Linked DNA regions of Hordeum vulgare: region 2 is linked to region 1. The links are chromatin contacts, called in public Hi-C maps. All regions are on one chromosome and are shown on one strand. The core of a region is the stretch at or near the end of the contact, and the rest is flanking DNA. Distances in the headings are between cores, read along the strand shown. Region 1 has its middle 57 kb from the start of LOC123427341. Region 2 has its middle 50 kb from the start of LOC123430577.

Region 1 (3,848 bases), core at 278-2,777:
AGTAGGCTCAATGCTTACGCAGAGAAAGTTGAACGCTGTTTTGAAGGAAAAATCAGTTATCTTCTAAAAACTGTAATTTTTCCATATTACTGTTGATAACATTAAGTATTTACTAGGTTTCTTTTGGATATTTTTTAATCTATTCACTTTAATAGCCATGATCTCCAAATCCATTCGCTTATAAGCTTAATTTTTACCACATTGGTACTGGAAACATGCATTGCTTACTATAAGTTCTCTGGATTTTCACAGAAATATCAAAATTTGAACCAAATTTTGAATCTTTTCACTAAAATAGCCATTATCTCCAAATCCTCTTGTCCAAATAAGCTCAAGTTTCTCAGATTACTGGTGGAAGCATGGGCTATTTATTAGAATATTTTTGGATTTCTTGAAAAATATTAAATTTTGAGGGGAAAATGGTTCTACCAATTTAAAGAGACAATATGTGCCAAACATGTTCTCAAATTGGCATGAAATTTCTCAAGAGCATTATTAATAGCATGATTTACCATACAACAAAGTATCATATAATCCGCACACCAATTCACCATTTGGGCAAATGTATTAGAACTACTCCAAACCGACTATGCAAAGTCTTCTTTCTCTTCATTTAAAAAAATGAAACAATGATGGAAATTAGTTCATGGTTTAATTATAACTAGAATTACACTAGCTACTCACTATAAGTCTAGAACTAAACAAGCTAATGACTATAACTAACTAAACTAGCTACTGACTATAACTAACCAAAGTAGCTACTCGACTAAGGCCATGTTTGGAACCATTCAGATTATATAATCCAGTTTTTATAATCTATTATGTCTTCAAACAGGATAAATCATGGTGTAGATTATAAAAACTAGATGAACAGATTATTAAAAACTCATAATCTACTCTACCCCAGCTAAAATCAGATTAGGGATTGTAATGACCCATTGCCCTTGTAAAGTTGGAGATAATTACATTTCTGCCACCACCATCCTCCTCTTTTTAAAAAACCAGAGGGCAAATAGGTCATTATGCAATATAAAATCTGGATTATAGTTTATATAATCTGGTCTCCAAACATGTCCACCTAAATTGTTTTTATAAAGCAGATTACATAATCTATGTTCGTAATCCAGATTATTATAATCTATTATGGTTTCAAACAGGGCCTAACCAGTGAACAAACAAATTAGAAAGAGTCAAAGACAGTGCCTTATGTTAGACGATAGAGAATCCTGCTACTCAATGATATGGCAAGCGACGGGTGACGACGGATCCGCGGAGCTATAAAGGACACTGGGCGACGAGCTCCCCGACAGCACGACTCCATCGATGGCGGTGCCCAATAGGTAAGCGGCGCCTGACGTCCGACCGAGAGGTGGCGTCCAGCGGTTAGGTTTGGTGGCTCCTGCTTGTACGTCTAGTGGTGGTTGCTAAGTCACTGATTTTTTTCTTTGATGGGCTGGCTGTTGGGCTACTTGTTTTGGGTTGGGCCTAACAGATATGATAAAGCCTAGTAGTAAAAAAAGTTTCACGAATTTGGAGGGTAGACTCGAGCCCAACCCAAAGAGGCTCGAGTCTATCCTAACTTTTTTTATACTATAAATGGGAATATCCTATTTGACGCTTTTTGCGTCGAACTGTCGGGCAAACGCACAGGAAAACCACACAAGCGATTGTACATGGCCCGGCCCGTTAACATGTTTGATCCCGGTTTTGGAAACCTTCTAGATGTTTCCAACCGGGTTTTTTCGGCTTCAGGAAACTTCTAGAAGGTTCACCGAACCGGTTTTTTTTGTTTCTTTTTCTGTTTTTTTCTATTTTTTTTGTTTCTGTTTCTAAAAATTATCTGAATTATCAGAAAATGTTCTCAATTATCAAAAAATGTTCTCGATACTAAAATAAAATATATTTTTTGTTTTCTATTTGTTTTTTTCTATTTCTATTTCAAAAATGTTCCTGGTTTTCAAAAAATGTTTCGTAATTTGAAAAAATGTTCCTAAATTGAAACAATGTTTCGTAATTGGAAAAAATATTCCTGAATCTGAAAAAATGTGCTGAAATTTGACAAAATGTTCTGGAATTTTTATAAAAAAGTTTCGGATTTTCCGAAAAATGTTTTGGAATATGGAAAAATGTTCCAGAATTTTGAAAAAACATTCCGGAATTGCAACAAAATGTGACGGAATATGTAAAAATGTTCTGGAATTTTATAAAAATGTTTCATATTTTCGAAAAATATATTCTGGAATTTGAGAAAAGGTTACATAATTTGAAAAAATGATCCGGAATTTGAAAATTGTTCTGGAATTTTATAAAATATTTTTGAATTTGCAAAATGTTCCGGTATTTTTATAAAAAATATTTCGGATTTTCAGAAAAATGTTCGGGAAGTGAAAAAATGTTCCGGAATCTGACAAAAATGTTTGTGAATTTGAAAAGGAGGTCTGGAATTTTCAGAAAAATGTTCGGGAAGTGAAAAAATGTTCCGGAATTTGAGAAATATTCCTTATTTTGAAAAAAATGTTCTGGAATTTGAAAAGATGTTTTAAAATATTCATATTTTTGAAAAATGTTCGCGCATTCGAAACAATGTTTCTTATTTTCAAAATATAATAAAAAGTTCGGAAAAATGTTCCAGAAATCAAAAACTGTTCAATGTTTTTTGAAAAGAGGTTCGCGTATTTGAAAAACTCTTCATGTTTTCAGAAAAATATTCAATTTCAAATGAAATCGAATTTTGAAATGGTTCGTCTTTTAAAAAATGCACTAGCTACAGAACCATTTGCTCGCATGTATTTTTTTACTGTATTTTCGATCTGGCGCTATTGGGCCAGCCCAAGTCTTAGTCGCCCTGTGCGTTTCCACGGCAGTCGGACGCAGAACGCGTCGTATAGGAGCTCCCCTGAAATGAAGGAGGCTCGATGGCGAATTGCCACAAGTGCATAAACCAAGTTCTTCCTCACTCGATAATATTTGAAAGTTTAGGTTTCTCCAAAATATTACTCGAGGCCTAGTAATAATATTTTAAAGTTGAGGTTTCTCCAAAATATTACTCGTTTACCTAAATAATCGTTTTTAGAAAAATGAAGCTAGTTTTTTTCTAACAACAATTATTTAGATACGAAGGAAGTAGAATAAATCTATAGAAAATTGTACTATCCACAATACCCAATAAATAGTACGCCCTTCATTTCAAAATAAATGTCTCGATTTTATATTAATTTAGTATAAAATTGTATTCCATCCTTTCCAAAAAATGACTTAGGTTTTTATTAATAACAATACAAAGTTATGTCATTTATTAGACTTATAAAGTGGTAAACTTGAGACACTTATTCTGTTATGATGGGAGTATGAAAATATACCTTAAGGTAAATCTAATCATACTACTAATTTGATATTACAGATGTTGATATGTCTTTTCTAGATTAGGTAAAACCGAAAAAAGTTTTACTATGCACAAATCTTGAACTTCAAGTATTTTAGAATGTACAATGTGCTACTGCAATTTTTTCCCATTGTATATTTTAGTTCTTTATAGCAAAAGGACCCGTGTGTTGCAACGGGAGAAAAAAATACCACACGCTTTTAATCTTTTTATAATCATTTTGATTTATTAAAATAATAAGCTAACTAACTAATGTAGTCAGTCCTATCCTATTTTGTTGAGAAATCAAGCCGTCCATTGTTAATTCCACCATGATGAGAAATTGAGCGAAACAAGCAAAGCAAAACAAAGAGACTACGTGAATTGATCAATGGACTGTTATCTCATTTCACTCATGGGGTAGAGAATGTGGGATCAGATGACAAACTGAAGGTGGTGTTTCATTCTCTGTCTCTACAACAATGCA
Region 2 (3,852 bases), core at 485-2,984, 280 kb before region 1:
AGCATTCCTCCGGTGTCAGTGAGTTATATGATCTCATGGTCATAGGAATAAATACTTGACACGCAGAAAACAGTAGCAACAAAATGACACGATCAACATGCTACGTCTATTAGTTTGGGTCTAGTCCATCACGTGATTCTCCTAATGACGTGATCCAGTTATCAAGCAACAACACCTTGTTCATAATCAAAAGACACTGACTATCTTTGATCAACTGGCTAGCCAACTAGAGGCTTGCTAGGGACGGTGTTTTGTCTATGTATCCACACATGTAAATGAGTCTTCATTCAATACAATTATAGCATGGACAATAAACGATTATCTTGATACAGGAATTATAATAATAATTATATTTATTATTGCCTCTAAGGCATAATTCCAACAAACACCACCTTCAGTTTGTCATCTGATCCCACATTCTCTATCCCATGAGTGAAATAAGATAACAGTCCATTGATCAATTCACGTAGCCTCTTTGTTTTGCTTTGCTTGTCCCGCTCAATTTCTCATCATGGTGGAATTAACAATGGACGGGTTGATTTCTTAACAAAATAAGATAGGACTGACTACATTAGTTAGTTAGCTTATTATTTTAATAAATCAAAATGATTATAAAAGATTAAAAGCGTGTGGTATTTTTTTTCTCCCGTGGCAACGCATGGGCCCTTTTGCTAGTCTTTAATAAAAGGGAAAAGCAAAACTGAAACCAAAACATCCTGTGCCAGGACTAGGGAACGCCTATCTCTCGTGTTACGCGAGAGGAGTCACTGAGTCGCTGAAGGGAACCGCTAGTCGGGCCAGCCCACGCGTGCGGGGAACTCCAACCAGTTCTCCGTTTGCTTTTATTTTCACTTTTTTTGTTTTTTTTACTTTTGTCTCTAATCTGAAAATTTTACAAATATATATATTACAAAAGAACTCTTAAGAAATATTTAAAATATATTTATTCCACAATGAATTTAGAATGTTGCCAATTATTTGAAAAATGTTAAACAAATATTCTAAAAATACGAAAGAAATATTTGAAAAAATGTTGGTCATGCATATAAAAGTATGGAACAAGTATTTGGCAAATGTCCTACTAGTATTTAAAAATGTTGGGAAATATTAAAAAATGTTGAACAAGTATTTAAAATTAATATTGAATAAGTATTTGAAAACAATGTTGGTCATGTGTATCAAAATGTTAAATAAGTATTTAAAGAATGTTGAACAAGTTTTAGACAATTGTTGAACAAGTATTTTGAAAGAAATATTGATCATGTGTATTAAAATGTTCAACAAGTATTCAAAAATGTTTAAAAAGTATTTCAAAAAATGTATAAGAACAAAATAAAATAGAAAAATGGAAATAAAAACAAAAATAACAGAGAATCCAATTTTTTTTATAAAAGTAAAACAAAGAAAAAATAAAAGTAAAACAAAGAAAACAAAATGCAAAAAGGAATGAAAAACGGAGTAGAAAATAAAAGATATATTAGAAAACCAAGACAAAAACCTAGGTCTAATGGTCTCAAGTTGGGCTCTCCCCTTCCACCTAACAAGGTTGCGAGTTGGACGGGTGCCTAATAGCGAGTGTGAACTGCATGTAGATCACTGGTTCTACCTTTGTACGCTTCTCTTTTTTACTTCAAATAGACTCGCGCACGAATTGGGCTGGCCCAGTTACGTTGGAACCTTCAGTGAGGCATCCTGCAGCAATCGCTTAATCCGATAAATAGTGGCGGCATTTTCTATTTGGCGCCAGTTAAGGTACATTTTTGTTAACTGGTGCCTATGACGTTCGAACTGGGCCGGCCGATATAGATGTTTGTCTTTTGTTTTAGAAATCTTTGAACTTTTTTGAATATCGATGAACTTTTTTAAAATTTTAACGAATACTTTTTAAAATTGATGAACTTGTTTGAATATCAATATTTTTTTTGAAATTGATGAAATATATTTGTAAATGGATGAACTTTTTAAAGGTTTATGAACTTTTTTCAGTTCAACGAACTTTTAGAAAAAAGATACAGGAACTATTTTTTTAATTTTTATGAACTTTTGTATATTTATTGAAATTTATAAATATTTAGTGATTTTTCCTAAAATGGATGAACTTTTTTTCATTTATAGTGAACTTATTTTTAAATTGATGATTTGTTTTAAGATATGAACTTTTTTTCCAAATGGATGAACCTTTTTTCTTTAAATCTGTACACATTTTTTGATTTTATAGTTTTTCCGTAACAAAAAGGTCTACAAATAGAAAAAAATCTGGACAGCACTCTAGCTGGCCGTCCATTCTAGCAGAACTGCAGGCGCCGGATCGTTCACTTGCGACGGCAGTGCTGCATAGGACTATGTGCTGCTTGTACCGATTCATATTAGGAATCGCCAACAATGGATGGTTACCAGACTTCTAATTTGTGGTTGTTCAGTTTACCATGTTGTTGTTTATTTTCATTTTCATTTTTTTCTTAAGTCTTTTTTTTTGTTTTTGTTGGTTTTATTTTGTCCTAGTTTGCTTTTCATTTTGTTTTGTCAACATATATCTATGTTTGGCTTACACCTTATTCATTTTTAGTATACATCAGTATGATTTTCTATAAACGTTAAAGAATCAAATATATAGTTTTATACCTCACTTTTGTATACCTCTTGTATTTTTTTATTCATCTAAAATATTTTATTATATATACTTTACATTTTTACGTACATGATAAACTTTTTTAATACTTTTTCATTTTTGTGAATACATGTTAAAACATGTTTTGTATGATACGAGACATTATTTTTTTAACTGTGAATTTTTTGATACATTGGATAAACATTTTCTTAAATGACACAAACAATATTTTTGAACCAGATGAACATTGTTCAGAATGTAACGTCTATGGTTTTGAATGGTACGAAATATATTTTAAAATTATAAAAATATTTATTTACTTTTTATATTACTTGTTTTAATGTGGCATATGTTTTTTAAACATGTGAACATTTTATAAAAAAAGTTGAATGGTGAAAAAGTTTTTTGAATGTTGAGCGGACATGTTTACACTATATTTACATTTTTTAGTGTGGGATGATCAATTAAAAATAATAATAATAATTTAGAATATATGTATTTAATATTCTACACCGCACTCGCATGATACAGCCAACAATAAGCTTGTGACGAACACCATAATTGGTTCGGCCACCCCTATCATGGTCATCCAAAACGTCTCTCTCGTGGTCTCGGTCAAGCTGTTAGCTTGTGTGTCTAGTCTAAATTACTATCGTGCGATGTTCTATTGTAATAGACTTGCGTTATTAATGCTCGACTGAAACACCTAACCATATGCTAGTTACAAGCCCAATTAAAGCCTAACATGTGTACATATGTTATATTTTAATACTTCAATATATGGTCCTAGCTAGCCAATATTGAATAAAGTCATGCGCTAAGTTAGGAATCTTTCTTCTTTCTCATCGTTCTCTCCGCCTCTTCCTCGCTAGACCTTTTGCTCAGCGGCTTCCGAGCGGACGAGCCTGGAAATAGTACTAGGAGAACTAATGAGGGATGAAGCCTAGCTAAGGCGCATGTGTAACACTCGGATATACGAGTTTAGCTCTCACTCGAAATTGGTAAAGACACTACGTCTCGATCCCCAGGCTTAGTGTTTGCTTATGGGGTGTGTGAATACACAAGGTGCTTAACCCTTGTCCAGGAGCACCACGGTAGCTTATATAGAGTTCGCGTGCATCCGAGGCGTCCCATTACAAGGGCACTAAATGAATAATAACTACGGAAGTTACTATTAAGAGCAACTCTAACTATGGCATTAGAGGTAATGTTGGTCTTCACTCTGCTTTATGTGAGATGTTAAG

Evidence for each region. Hi-C and Micro-C count contacts between places; a contact is called where the count stands out from the background.
Region 2: a Hi-C map of leaf shows a contact between it and region 1, with 2.9 times the contacts expected there. The contact joins two enhancer-like sites. A contact is called at or near these places in 4 of 6 Hi-C or Micro-C datasets (leaf and seedling).

The regions. Positions count from the first base shown.
Region 1 is chr2H:568,538,415-568,542,262 of MorexV3_pseudomolecules_assembly, reverse strand. No RefSeq gene overlaps it. Among protein-coding and RNA genes, the nearest start is that of LOC123427341, 57 kb to the left of the region's middle. Within about 2 kb of position 1,527, at least 2 of the 3 cell types and tissues checked have open chromatin away from gene starts, as enhancers often do. A contact at or near this core is called in leaf, where this site is marked.
Region 2 is chr2H:568,814,448-568,818,299 of MorexV3_pseudomolecules_assembly, reverse strand. No RefSeq gene overlaps it. Among protein-coding and RNA genes, the nearest start is that of LOC123430577, 50 kb to the left of the region's middle. Within about 2 kb of position 1,734, at least 2 of the 3 cell types and tissues checked have open chromatin away from gene starts, as enhancers often do. A contact at or near this core is called in leaf, where this site is marked.